Regions from separate parts of the Gossypium hirsutum genome. Here all the other regions are linked to region 3. Evidence: chromatin contacts called from public Hi-C data. All regions are on one chromosome and are shown on one strand. The core of a region is the stretch at or near the end of the contact, and the rest is flanking DNA. Distances in the headings are between cores, read along the strand shown.

What was found. A called contact is a pair of places that touch in the nucleus more often than the background predicts.
Region 1: a Hi-C map of leaf shows a contact between it and region 3, with 2.0 times the contacts expected there. The contact joins the promoter of LOC107909698 here to the promoter of LOC107909706 in region 3. A contact is called at or near these places in 6 of 34 Hi-C or Micro-C datasets (anther, callus, hypocotyl and 1 more).
Region 2: a Hi-C map of leaf shows a contact between it and region 3, with 3 times the contacts expected there. The contact joins the enhancer-like site here to the promoter of LOC107909706 in region 3. A contact is called at or near these places in 4 of 34 Hi-C or Micro-C datasets (all in leaf).

What each region holds. Positions count from the first base shown.
Region 1 is chrD02:60,217,503-60,220,438 of Gossypium_hirsutum_v2.1, reverse strand. It overlaps LOC107909698 (protein DETOXIFICATION 29), which reads left to right and starts at 1,619. Exons shown (of 8, transcript XM_016837325.2): 1 at 1,619-2,431; 2 at 2,532-2,936. The coding sequence starts at 2,093.
Region 2 is chrD02:59,881,013-59,883,976 of Gossypium_hirsutum_v2.1, reverse strand. No RefSeq gene overlaps it. Among protein-coding and RNA genes, the nearest start is that of LOC107909708, 16 kb to the left of the region's middle. Within about 2 kb of position 1,521, at least 4 of the 9 cell types and tissues checked have an H3K27ac peak or open chromatin away from gene starts, as enhancers often do. A contact at or near this core is called in leaf, where this site is marked.
Region 3 is chrD02:60,070,557-60,073,327 of Gossypium_hirsutum_v2.1, reverse strand. LOC107909706 (plant intracellular Ras-group-related LRR protein 3) reads left to right here and starts at 1,289. Exons shown (of 3, transcript XM_016837337.2): 1 at 1,289-2,176; 2 at 2,545-2,711. The coding sequence starts at 1,604. LOC107909705 reads left to right here. Exons shown (of 4, transcript XM_041088915.1): 4 at 1-725.

The sequences.
Region 1 (2,936 bases), core at 370-2,869, 150 kb before region 3:
ATTTGAAAGAATTCTTACTTGTTTAAAATAATTTTAACTTTATTTTAAAGTTGATTCAAAAATTTTCTAAGACTTCAAAATAAGTGTTCAAAATTTTCTTCTCTTAGACTTCATTTGAGAAATTATTTTTCCAATATTTTGTAATTTTGTTCAACTCCAACTTTTATTCAAAAATAATTTAATTTTTTATATCAAAACATATTATCAAATAAACCTTAGTTTAACAATCTCCCCATTTTTTTATATAACAAAACATTTGGTAAATTTGTTATTGAATAAATTGCTCCGCTTAATAAAAATCATTTTCAATTTAAGGCCTAAATAGAAAATTGAAAAAAAATAAAAAAATTTGACATTGATTTTTAATTTGAAAAAAAAAGTCATATTCTTTGCATAAATTCAATTTAATTTTGATAATATCAATCAATTTATGTAACAACTCATTTTCAGTGAAATCGAAATAGTGGTTTTGAGACCACAAATTTGATGAGTAAATTATTATTTTATTATTATTTTAATTTATATGGAATTATAGTAAGGTCGTATTAAAATTTCGTTAAGAAAATTTGATGTTTGCTTAATTAATTAAGTAAAAAAGACTAAACAGTAAAATATGAAAAAGTTGAGTTCTATTAGCTAAAGAAGTCTAATAGGCATGGAATCTTAAACTAAAGGAATTAAATGGTAATTAGACCATTTGATTAGTTAGTGGATTTATATGGATTAGGTTTTATTGCAATTTTGATAGTTTTTAAAGTGCGAAAAGGTAGATGAATAAATAAAACTAAAATAAACTAAGAAAACATGTTCATCTTCTTCATTTCTTCCTATCACCATCGAAATTCATCATTTAAGGTTAGGTCTAGGTTCGTCCAAGCTTCTTTTAGTGCATCTAAGTGATTCTGAGCCCCGTTTTTAATGATTTTTATGTTTTTGAGTTTGTTGTAGCATAATCTAGCTAGCCCAAGGGTCAATTTGTAAAACCGTTAAAGCTTAAGGGTTATGCCATGGATGTTTTTGAATAGTTTGTGATTTTAAACGATGGATTATGAATCTTTGTTGAAAATTAAACAAGTTTTGTTAAAAGATTTTTGATGAATTTTGGAATTATGGACTAATTTGTTAAAGGTATAAATTCTAGGGTTTGTTTGTGAAATGATGGTAAATAAGAGTTTTTTTAAGGTCCCTTGCATGTTTGATTAACATGGATTTAGATTAAAATAGTTAGATTTTAAATTATAAGCTTAAGGACTAAATTATAAAAAGTTAAAATGTTAGGGATAAATTAGTAATTTTATATAAATGGTGAATTATGAATTGAATTGAAGTTTGAGGTTAATTGAAGTACTTAATTAAATATAATTATCTATTTAGATCAAGATAAACCTCAACCAGAATACCATTTTAGTATTTAAATATTATTTTTTATATTATTTAAGTAAAAAAAACCCCTTTATTCTAATTCTAATATATCCAAACAATTTTAAAATAACAATATAAATATTTAAAATATTAAAATAATGGTAAAAAAGGTTGAGCAAGAATAAAGCGTAAAATATTAACTTTGTTTTCGCCCTTAAGAAAAAGAATAAAAACATTGTATTAAGGAGTTGATCATGTTTTGCAAAATCATTTTATACCAAAGGAATGTTAGACCGAAATAAAGTCATATGTAGCAAAAAAAACCAAAACATTTGATGGTAGGAAAAATTATCGATAAAATTTATAATAAAAAAAAAGTCGTTTCGGTAATTTTTTAAAAAGATAGTGTAATTTCTGAAATGTTTTTTTTTCAACATATTTACATAAATTGCCCGGATTTAATTTTATTTTTAAATTCGAATAGAAATTTATACCGTTTCAGAGTAAGTTTAGATAGGCGGTGCATTTACCTGCGGTTAGTGTAAAAACAGCGGTGACGGTAAAATTAGATACTATAGCAATACTGTAGCGTGAGACAAAAAATAAACTAAACACACCGTACTGCACCTAATCGTCCATCCAAACCCTACCTCAATCTCCAACCACAGCATTCTTCTAGCCAAACATATAATCTATATATATCTTGGCCGATTGCTCTTTGTGCTCTCCTATGGCTATGGAGGACGCTGAGCAACCGCTTCTTTCCCCTCGGCTAGTCGGCGAGGACAGCCACCACCAGGAGCAGTTACTTTCTAGACCATCAAACACCACCTTCACGCCCGGCATCGATGACATCCCACCGATCAACGGCGTCCGTGACTTCTTCAGAGAATACCTGATAGAGTCCAAGAAGCTCTGGTTCCTTGCTGGCCCCGCCATCTTCACATCTCTCTGCCGATACTCCCTCGGCGCTATCACTCAAGTCTTTTCCGGCCAAGTTGGCACTCTAGCTCTTGCCGCCGTCTCCGTGGAGAATTCAGTCATCGCCGGTTTCTCCTTTGGCGTCATGGTAAATCTGTAAATTAAATTTCCTTTGTTAATAGTTTTAGTTTTGTTAGCTTAGTTACAAATAACAGTAATCACACAATACTTGATTAAAACTTGAATAGCTTGGGATGGGAAGTGCACTCGAAACTTTATGCGGCCAAGCATTTGGAGCAGGGCAGGTTGATATGTTAGGGGTGTACATGCAAAGATCATGGGTCATCCTCAACTCAACGGCTTTGATGTTAAGCTTGTTATACATATTTGCGGCAAAATTTTTGAGGGTAATAGGCCAAACAGAAAGCATATCGAAGGCGGCCGGAATGTTTGCAATATGGATGTTGCCTCAACTGTTTGCTTACGCGTTCAACTTTCCGATGGCGAAGTTCTTACAGGCGCAGAGCAAGATCATGGTGATGGCGGTGATAGCTGGAGTGGCGTTGGTTCTGCACACTGTATTAAGCTGGCTCTTGATGCTAAAGCTGGGATGGGGCCTAGTGGGTGCAGCCGTTGTTTTAAATATGTCGTGG
Region 2 (2,964 bases), core at 272-2,771, 190 kb after region 3:
ATAGAACTTTCAGCAAGGGGTAAATAAGTACAATTTGACAATTTTTAAAGTATTATTTTAATTTCTACTGCTTTTTCACTTTAACCCTTAATGTTTCTTACCTGATCAATATTTAAATTTTTTTTGAGTGACCAAAATGAAAGTGTAAACATGGTGTGTCGTGTACAAGTTAACCGTTGTTTAGAGACTTAAAGGTCGAGTGACTAAAATGAAAGCGCCTAAAAGTTGAGTAACGAAATTGGAAGGATTTCATTTTGGGTAACCAAAATGAAAACGCGCTAAAAGTTGGGTGACTAACTTGGTAATTTACCCTTAATTTATAAAAAAAAAAACAGTTTGTCATATCAATTTAGTAAATATGGCTGCAAAAATCAAACTCCCATTAAATATAGTACTAAAAATTAGGTTAACTATATATCATAAAGCAATCAATGAAATCCAAAAAGTAGGGGGGAAATGACTACAATCCTGCAGCATTTTTCATACACACAATGGAGACTCTAATCCCAAGGGGGGCTAAAACCCTTTTTCCATTCAAAAAGAATAAGGGATAATGATAAGGTTCCATCCCAATCAAGATATGGATCAGCACCAAACAACAAATTAAGTCATTGGTCAGTTGTAATATAAGAAAAAGTAGAATAAGATAGGGTTTGATATGTTAATCCAAAATCCAGTGCAAGGCATTGGCAATGAGTAGTCATTCCTTCTTTCTTTGTTTTTTAAGGTGATTGTGGCTCAAAAGTGCATGAATGAGTAGAAGAAGTGGCAACAGTTTTTTTATCGTTGGGGTTGGGAAAGTAGTAGTTTTGTTCTTAGAGGCTTTCATTTTATGGGCCTACCCTAATTAATCGAAAGATTTCAATCATCATTTCTTTTAAGGATTACATTAGATTTTAGTATATCAATTTTGACTACGTTAATCAATGTTACTTTTTCTCTAAACAAAAGCTTCTTTTTAGTATAAAAGGGAGTGGGGGAACTATTGAACCAAGGGGGAGTAAATGTTGAAGGATCAAAAATCAGAAATGGCCTACAAAAGTTGCCGACATAGTCAGCAGCATTAGTACATATAGAAGAGAAAACAAGGGGGAGCCGAAGAGTTGGGTCAGTGGGCTTTAAGGATATGTATACAACGCCCATACCCACGTGAAGATTGTCGCACAAATTTCATTATTCTAGAGTTTGAACAGTAACAGAGGAAGCCCAAGGAAACCATCCATGAGCATGGGCTGTTGGTTGCTACATGTGAAGAAAATCCATGGACCCAACATCTGCCACAATATGATTTATATTTATTTCTGATGGTCATAGTGTTAAGCCAAATAAATAAAGTTAGTACTACATAACTAATAAATTTGGGTTTGCAGGAAAAAAAGTAAAAAAAAAATCATTATATTACAACCTAATTTTTGAAATTTTGTTGGATAAACAAACTAAATCGATCAAGTGAATGGCTGAATTTGATGTAGCACAAACTTTACGTCCCATTAATGGGCCACCATAAAGAAAATATCTGGAGTCTTCAACAGTGCATGCATTCTTTACTTTGTTTTCAGGGATTATATATAATTTAGCCCCTGAATTTGTCTATTTGTACCTAGTTGGTCCATAAAATTTTTTTACCTATACATGAACTTGCATTCCGTCAACCAGGTCAGTACATCTGCATTAACAACGTTAGTTTGTGTTGACTTGACACTGTTAGACAACTAGTGGTGCCACATGACAGCCTTTTAGAATGTCACGTGACAAACATAAATTTAAAAAAAATAAAAACTATATTTATGTTTGCACATGATGTTTCGAAAAATTGCCACCTAATTAAAACCATATTTCAACTTCAACATCCAAATAGCCTTAAGCCTTTAGTTAAATAATACAATTGCAAGCATTTGATAATTCAATTATATAAAAAATTATATCTTAGGACATTGCTAGTATAATGAAATAATGAGTTCATCTCTCATATATAAACTCGTCATTTTTCTACCAAACCTATCTCCTACAACCATTTTATGTGACTCATTATCTAGTGGCTTTTTACCCCAACCAAGGATGAACCACCATAACTCCATCTCTTCCTCTTTGTTAATCTCACTAATTAATAATTTCAAATCTTTTTATAATCATATATCTCTAACATATTTTTTAATTAATGCATGAAATTAAATCGATTATTTTACCAGATTTGGTTTTGTATTTTCTAGATTTTTTTAGTAGCTCCAATTATTTTTATTTTTAAAGTGTACATTCATGTTGATGCTTTTTTAATGTTGTTTCTTATATTAACAATGTTGGGTTATTATGCCAAAATCTATATTTTTATAAAACATATAATGTGATATTTGAATTTTTTTAAAAATGTGTTTTTATTATGGTACGTTTTATGAAAGTATAAGTTAGACATTTTCAAAATACAAGTATCACATTAGATGTTTTATGAAAATACAGATACTAAATATCACTTTCTCCGTTCAATTAATTATGTGATACTTTTAGTCTTGAAATTTTAATCTTCAATTTTTATAATAATAATTACTTTGATATTAATAATAATGGTTGAAACCTTTTTGAAAATCGACTTTTTATTTTAAAATGAAAATGGAGTCGTCTCCAATCCTTTTTATTTAGGTGTGATTGAATCACTCAAAACTTGGTCATTTTAATAAAATGTTAGATTTATTAAAACGATAATTTTCGGTCTACAAAATCCAGGAAATGAGTTCGGGAGTCGGTTGCATATGAGGAAGGGTTAGCACCCTCATAACCACCAAAATTGGTACCTAGTTGATCACTTAATGTTTTGATGTCGAAAATTGAAAATTCGAAGAGAATTTAAAATACGATCCCTCTTTGCATGATGTTTTTTTTAATTAAAATATCGCTTAACTAAATTAAATTCTACTAAAAGGCCTTACTTCAAGTTAATCGAGAAGAAATGATCATGCCCCGTAAGTTAGG
Region 3 (2,771 bases), core at 40-2,539:
GACTGTAGATATTGGATTAAATTTAAAAAAAAGTCTCCAACTCCAACTCCAGCTGAGCTGAGTTTTAATTAATTAAAAGAAGTGAGAGGTTGTGACTCCTGATTCAAAGGAAGGGTCGCCAGTGCCCCATACAATCTTGCAGGGATATTGAAGTCGAAAATGAAAGAGTTTGATGATTCTATGTTATCATCTGTTGGGGATAAAGATAAAAGTGGTTTTAAGGTTATCCCTACCATGTGCCCATCTTTTCTTTTTCTCCTCCTAACATGAGTATTAATTATATGATTGATTTCCTTTTTATTTACATCAAACAAGCCATTCTACAGAGGATGCTAATGGAGAAAGCATGAATTTGGGAAGTCTATTTTGGACAAGGAGCGGAGTGGTTCATTATTAAAAAAAGAGAATGGTGTAGCCATCATGGATCCCACATGCGTCTAATCTTCCACTTGAAAGCTATGACCGGCTCTGATATTAGCGACGTTAAAGCCTTTGATTGTTGATAATGGACCAAGAGGCCAGGGTGTGTATGGCTGGCTGGCTGACTCAAATCCTCAAAATACTCATCACGCGTCTGTCTTCTGTGGGATTTATACACAACTTATATATAATTTTGTGTATAATTAGTATTTTAATAATTTCACCCTTATATTTTATGTTCAATAATGTATACCAAATTTTGAGTCAATTAAAATTGTATAATAAAATATTTTAATGTGATGAAATATTGACTATTAAATATATAATGATAAATACCATATTTTAATTGGTATGATAAAGATATTGGATTAGTTCAAAATCTTTAAGGAGAGGATAAATACAATTATTATTAATTGAGTTGTTATAATATAAAGGTAAAAAGAAATTTATAATCTCTCCCAATTTTAAAATTGAACAAATTGGTCATTCTAAAAAAATTAGAGTTATTTAATCTCTGTTAATTTGATCCTAATTTAACAAATTTATTGATTTTTTTAAAAATGAAGGCCCAAATGACAAATAATATAAATATTGAAAGTTAAATTTATTATTATACGAATTAAAATTATGTATAATTGATAGAAGACATTAATGCCGTGATTATTGTACCTTTAAGAATCCACAATGATAAAATGGCTCCAACTTTCTTTTACTAAATATAAATTATGTAAATCAACCTATCTTATTTTATGTAAATCAAGTTTGGTTATAAAACTGGAACTTTAATAATAGAATTGTTCATACGTGATTGATACCCTACCCATAATAATAAAATGTATTGTGGGGGGATGTTGGGTCATCCTATGAAGCCTTTCCTTCCAAAGCCACCAATAAATGAAAAGCCCATTATTAGGAACCCACTGTTAGCTCAGAAATTTAGAACCCAAAGGCACAGTATAGAATGTGATGATGTGAGCAAAGGAAAGCGGTAGACCAGGTCCAGCGCATGCCAGAAGTACCATTTGGCATTCGGCGTTGCGATGCTAACTGCTAACCGAGAGACACTGCTCATCAGCTCCATGAGTCATTGCTGTTCACTACTCTCTCGTCGTTCTCTCACGTCAATGCTCCCCCCCTCCCCCTGACCTTGCTTCCTTCATCTCTGCTTCCTTCAATTACCTTAATGGATCCTAATCTTTCAAAGTTCCCCATTTTGTCCTACATCTTCTCCCAACAAGATCCTTACAATTACCCATCACTCCCTCCCCAAATCCGCCAGGATTTACTCACCCGTTTCCCCCATTTACCCGATCCATCAATCCTTGCTTCACTTTCCCGATCCATCCCCACCTCCGTCACCCAAACCCATTCCCTCCTACGCTCCCTAGGACCTCGGCCCGATCCATCAGCTGTCTCCGCCGCTCGTTCCAAGATTACCCACATTCAAGAAACCCAATCTTCCTTACAGGAGGCCGACATATATAAGACCGTGCTTAGATTGGAAGGCTTGCACGAGGATTATGAGAGACAGTTGACTGAGGTGGAGGAGAATCTGGGTCGTCTGTATTGCTCAGCTGTCGAGCAAATGAACGGCGATGATGAAGTAAATGAGGATGTTGTGAGGATATTGAAAGAAGCTGAGAATGGGGTGGTTGAAAGAGTTGAGCTTTCTGGAAGACAGTTGAGGCTATTGCCTGAGGCCTTTGGTAAACTTTACGGTTTGGTTTATCTCAATCTTTCCAATAACCAGATAGAGGTATTATATGTTTATTTTCATTATCTTTTCTTCTGTTTATGCCAAATTGATCCCAAGGCTTGATGAAATTGCGAAAGCTGTGATGTTTAAACTAAGAACTATAGTAGCCACGTTATGTTCCTTGGATCAACACTATCCCAATTGATAAACTAAATACTTGGATTCTTTCCTTTTTCGCTATTCAATTAAAATTGCTTTATCTCCTGTTCTAAAAGTATGGCGTATTTCATGAGACTGAGGGTATTGGTATTTTTTCTCTGTTTTGCACAAAGAACTGCTGCTTATGGTCTTCACTACTTTACATATGTAAATTGTTTAACTGTATGGGTAGATGCTTATGTACTAGTGTTTTTGTGCTTGAGAACCAGGTCATTCCTGATTCGATTGGAGGACTAAAGAAACTTGAGGAGCTTAATGCATCCTCCAATCATTTGCAACATCTGCCTGACTCCGTTGGTTTGTTGCTTAATCTGAGGATCCTCGATGTCTCGGGAAACAAGCTAAATGCCCTCCCGGAAAGCATTGCACGATGCAGGTATTGTACTATTTTTTGTTCACTCTTGTACTACTTTTGTTCTCAAATTACTGTTCCAGG